2 separate regions of the Rattus norvegicus genome follow, and region 1 is linked to region 2. The links are chromatin contacts, called in public HiChIP or PLAC-seq maps. All regions are on one chromosome and are shown on one strand. The core of a region is the stretch at or near the end of the contact, and the rest is flanking DNA. Distances in the headings are between cores, read along the strand shown.

The links. HiChIP or PLAC-seq counts read pairs in DNA pulled down with a chosen protein or histone mark.
Region 1: a contact with region 2 is called in an H3K27ac HiChIP or PLAC-seq map of oligodendrocytes, with 2.7 times the contacts expected there. The contact joins two enhancer-like sites. A contact is called at or near these places in 1 of 12 Hi-C or Micro-C datasets (mammary epithelial cells) and 1 of 1 datasets of contacts at active chromatin or transcription factors (oligodendrocytes).

The regions. Positions count from the first base shown.
Region 1 is chr4:149,764,461-149,767,160 of GRCr8, reverse strand. All of the region lies in intron 3 of Tamm41 (TAM41 mitochondrial translocator assembly and maintenance homolog), which reads left to right. Among named protein-coding and RNA genes, the nearest start is that of Tamm41, 11 kb to the left of the region's middle. Within about 2 kb of position 1,435, at least 28 of the 93 cell types and tissues checked have an H3K27ac peak or open chromatin away from gene starts, as enhancers often do.
Region 2 is chr4:149,541,259-149,543,958 of GRCr8, reverse strand. All of the region lies in intron 17 of Atg7 (autophagy related 7), which reads right to left. Among named protein-coding and RNA genes, the nearest start is that of Vgll4, 120 kb to the left of the region's middle. Within about 2 kb of position 1,303, at least 44 of the 93 cell types and tissues checked have an H3K27ac peak or open chromatin away from gene starts, as enhancers often do.

The sequences.
Region 1 (2,700 bases), core at 186-2,685, 220 kb before region 2:
TCTAGAGTGTCTGCGGCTTACAAATTGAAAGGGGATTTCTCACCCACTATCAAGTGTTCAAAAGAAATATGAAGGATTTGGAAACATGAACATTTCTAGAAAGAGTTGGCTATAAATTAAACTTCTATTACACTTTTGCTTGGCATGGTGGTGCATGCCCTTAACCCACTTCTCAGGAGGTGGGGGCAGGTGGATCTCTGAGTTCTAGGACAGCCAAGTCTACATAGTAAGACCCTGTTTCATAAAAAAACAAAAAAATAAATAAATAAAAAATTTTATATTATATTTTCCTGTCATGGTTGAAAAAGATACCTATTTTTATTTCCTGGACAGCTTTAAGTTTCTAAGTCTCAGTCTCTGTCTCTCTCTTTCTCTCTCTCTCTCTCTCTCTCTCTCTCTCTCTCTCTGTGTGTGTGTGTGTGTGTGTGTGTGTGTGTGTGTGTGTGTGTGTGTGTGTACACCCATGCATAGTACAGGGCATGGAACCCAGAAAGCTAACATTGAGCTAAATCACAAACCCTACAACAGATATTTTTCCAGAATCATGGAATTTGAAGTATTTAATGGAGCTAGGCATGGAAGTACAAGCTTTTAATCCCAGCTCTCAGGATTCAGGTAGAACTCTGAATTCTGGGCTAGCCTAGTCTACCTAGCATTTAAGCCAGCCAGGGAGGGTTAAACAATGAGCATTCTCCTAAAAAATATAAAGTAACTAAAATGACATTTTTATTTAGAAAAAATCGACGTGCTATATGATTCATCTGTGTAAAGCATAAAACTGTTTTTTTTTTTTTCAAGTATGTTCACCCTTAGGTGATTTTGCCATGCTGTAACTTTATTAATATTCGGAGGACAGAAAAGTCCCAATGAACTAGGAATTGGGAGACTGGTTACAAGTTTTGGCTCTGCACGACTGTGAGCCAGCTTTTGGGCACTTCGCCTTTGAAATGCAAAGATTGAGCAGCTCATTTAATGACTCAGAAGGCAGCCAAGTTTCCTCTCTGTATGCTGAAGGAATAAAAATGAAGATCCCCACATCAGTTGTCCTAAAAGCCCGCAGTCCAGCAGGTAGACCAGGCTCCAGCCCTTGTGGCTCCCAGCAGCGACAGCTTAGAGCAGTCCCTGCCTTGGTGTTGAGATGGGAATGTTCAGGTGGGAGCTGAGTGTCACAGGACCATGCAGGTCTGGGTTCCTTGAGACTAAAAGTTCACTCTGCACTTCAGGCAGTCTCTGCTGTCACTATGTTACACTGGAGTCCCTCATGTAACTCCTTTTCCTGGCTTGAACGGTACTCACAAATCTCCCCTTTGAAAGACCCTTCAAGCATCGCCCTTCCTCTGTGCAGTTGGATTGCCAATGCTGTGTGTGCAGCCCAGATCGGCGTTCCCAGTAGGTACAAATAGCTATTCACGAGCGTGAGGACTCTCTCCTTTTCCCAGGCCTCTCTGGCGGGGCCCCAACCACTCACTGCTTTTCACTCTGAGCAACAAATAGCAATGCTACGGAGATGAGGTCCTGGTTCACCTTTCGCCGGAGAACCAGATCCGCACATTTTCCCCTTGAGTAAGGATGCTTTTATTCTCACTCGCCTAACCTCAAATAGCAAGCAGGCTGCTCTCCGACAGCGCAAGCAGAGCGGCCTTCTCGGAGAACAAGTGGTATTTTGTTAACCAAGAAAGGACGCCCAGGGTTCCTCGCCTCTTTGCAGGTTTGAGCTATTCACATCCCAAAATAGCTCCTCTGTAAAAGCCACAGAAATGTACACAAAGGAGGTGCGACACTATTAAGAAGGATCTGGGAGAGGGGCTGGAGAGATGGCTCAGAGGTTAAGAGCACTGACTGCGAGAATGGAAATATGGATGTTGAGAGGCATCGTGGGACAAGTCAGGAGCTCACTGGACCTGGGCTGTTGGCTCATGTTCTCTTCTAGGATCCGGGATTTCGTGTGGAATACAAGGTCTGAGAGAGCTAGGGGAAAAGGCTGGTGAGATGGCTCAGTGAATAATGAACACGTTTGATTCCTGGAACCTACGTAGTGAAAGGGAGAGAACATACTTCCTCAAGTTGTCCTCTGATCTCCACATATGCACTGTGGCATGTGTACACACACACACACACACACACACACACACACACACACACACACACACACACAGAGCTAGGGAATGGTGATAGGAGTTATTTTAGAACCTTAAAATGGAGGCTTGGAGGGTATAACTAAGGGACAAGGTGCCTGGATGGGGAAGACTTGCGTTTGATCCATCCTTAGTCCTATCAAGATGAGAAGTGCTTCCCTGACTGAACCCATGAGGAAAAGTCCAGACGCAATGGGACTTGGTTTCCTAGCATAGGCTTCACCCTCAGTTTTGCTGATCTTCATCACTCAGCCTTGGGCTGTCCTACACTGTTGTTTCCTTTTACTCCATGAATGCAATAATACTAAACTCATTGAATGGCCTAATTATGGACTATTATGTTCTCACCGTGGGGGCGGAAGAGGTCTGTTAAATCAAATGGCTTTGCCTCACCTGCGGTGTATGAGGGTACGTTATAAATAGTCCCACTATTTATAAGAGGTAGCACATTCCTGTAACCTCAGCACTTAAGGGACAGCGGGGGCATACCACCACAAGTTCAAGGCTAGCCCAGGCTCCAAGACCATATTCTCAATATTAAAGAGTCAAGTATGGTGCCACCTGC
Region 2 (2,700 bases), core at 54-2,553:
TCTACAACGAACCTAGAAGTAGTGGTCTGGGTCTCCAAAATAAAACAAAACAAAACAAAACAAAACAAAACAAAAATAGGTGGAGAATAATACAAGACAACACTAAATGTTGGCCCCTGGCCTCCACAAGTGCATGCACACAGAGCTTGTGCAAATATACATCTACACACTCACACATGGAGAGGGAGAGGGAGAGGGAGAGGGAGAGGGAGAGGGAGAGGGAGAGGGAGAGGGAGAGGGAGAGGGAGAGGGAGAGGGAGAGGGAGAGGGAGAGGGAGAGGGAGATCCTGCAGGGAGCGGGAGAGCAGCAAATGCTGGGAAGTAGGACAGCAAGCTGAGAAGGAGTCGCCCTCTCAGGAAGTGCAGGTGGCTCCACTAGCCTCCACTTTCCTCTGAACTCACTCAGTCTGCAGAATCCTCTGGTGTTTTGCACCAACTCCAAATGGTTTAAAAATAATTTGCTAAGTGTCTTCCTAGAGACATGGAAACCTGAGGCCATTCTGAGCTCTATCCAGCCATACCACAAAGGGTGAGCAGGGTGGAAAGTCATGCTCCCCGCTGACTGAATTAGCAAGTCAGACCTCTAGAGGCCTGGTCTTGGGACATCACAGGACTCACGGTGCCATCAAAGACTGAGCAAGCATCTTCAGAAAACCAGCTGCACTGTAGAATCCTGGTGTTTCCAAACAGATTGTCTCTACCCAGTCTCTTAGTCAGCTACTGAATGGAAACTTAGCTGTGACATTAGGAGAGGAAATCTTTTAAAACTCTCTATTATTTTGGAATAAAAGAAGTCAAAATGGAAGGAAAAATATCAATGCATTAGTCACTATATGAGGCATGTAAGGTGGGAAAATAAAATCGTTGCTGTCTTGAGAATTGCTGATATTTGAATGGGTGAATGATTTCCAAGAGTGATGAGATCCACATACAAAACAAAGAAGTGAAGAGTTGTCTGGCAGGGCTGCAGCTCACAGGTGGAACCCAGGCAAAGCACATGTGAAAGCCTGGGCTTGACCCCCAGCAAGAACTAAACCGAAACCAGAACGGAGAGCATTTGGCGCCTGTCTGTTTTGAGGGTTGATTGGGTGGGACGCTCAAGCACATCCAAATCCGAGAAGTGAATTTAACCTGGAGCTGCCCATTTTCTGCCTGCTCCTAAGAATTCCCCAGCTCCTCTCCAGTTTCCTGAGAAACTAAAGAGTGCAGAACAGAGCTCCTTTGTTCGAAAGCCCTCCCTGTGGGACGACAGCAGAATCCTGAGTCTCTGAATTCAAAGGAGTGTGGTCTAAGCCATGATGCTGATGGTGATGCCAGGAGACACTGTTAATCCCTACAGATGAAGCTTCACACACTCGTCCTTAGCACAGCCCTCTGAGAGGCGAATCACCATCCCCACGCCACAAAAGGGCACTGGCAAGGCCTCGAACAGGCCAGTACTCACAAGCACCGTACAGGCAGGCCTTGTACCTCTCTCTCTGCTTTTTCCATTACACCACACAGCCTTCCAGAAGACTCCCCAAGGAGCTTCATTTGTCTCTAACCAGGCATCAAGGCCATAACGACCTTGGCTGTGCACATGGGCATGAGTGACTGCTTTATGCAACTGCCAAGTGAGTCTACTGTGCCTGTGACTCGGACACAGAGCTGGCTTCCAGCAGCTCTGCATTCTAAAATATATGGAAGAATTTTTTCACCTCTCTTTCTGGGATCCCCACTTATGTCTTCATAAGTGAATTTATGTGAATTAACAAAATCACAAATCCATGGCTACTGTCGAGCACCACTAACCCACGTAATCCCGATGCCTAGCCTGGTGATGTCCGTAGCACTCTTCAGTACAATGACAGTAGTCGCTGGTGGAGCCCTTCCTCTTGTTCCTGCAGGACCAGTCCATTTCCACATCAGGAATAAACCACAGACTTCAGATTCTAAAACAGACCCAGAGATGCCCCCTGAATATAATTACAGCTAAATTTTACTGCCAGCTATGGAAGATACAAATAAGGAATATTGTAGCAATTTCACGAATATGCTCCAGAGAGCACAGCTCTGGATGGACCTAGGCTTGGATGCCTAGAGGACCTTGCAGCTTACAGAAGGTTGTCAATCATCTCTCTCTCTCTCTCTCTCTCTCTCTCTCTCTCTCTCTCTCTCTCCCTCCCTCCCTCCCTCCCTCCCACCCAACGGGAAAAAAAAGTAAAAAAACAAAACAAAACAAAAAAACAAAACAAAAAACACAGGTCTCTACGAAGCTCTAGCTAGAACTTTCTGAGGGATCACACACACACACACACACACACACACACACGCGCGCACACACACACACACGCACACACACACACACACACACACACACAGAGCGGGAGAGAGGAGAGAGGGAGGGAGAAGGGAGAGAAACAATTTAATTTTCAGAGGTTTTATGAAGACAGGATCTCACTGTGTTCCCAGGCTAACCTTAAACTGGTGATCCTCCTGCCTCTGCATCCTAAGTGCTAGGATTATTGGTGTGCACCATCATGCCCAGCTTCAGAGATTGACTTGATAAGCAAAAATATCATCTATCATCTTTATGCATTGTTAGCTGTTCCCTCTGAATTGTTGTTAAAAGAAACGATAATTAAACTCTGACAGAAATAGCAATCTTATCTAGGACAAGTGCAAAGCAGTGTGCACACATGCTGTTAGGTAAGATGTGAC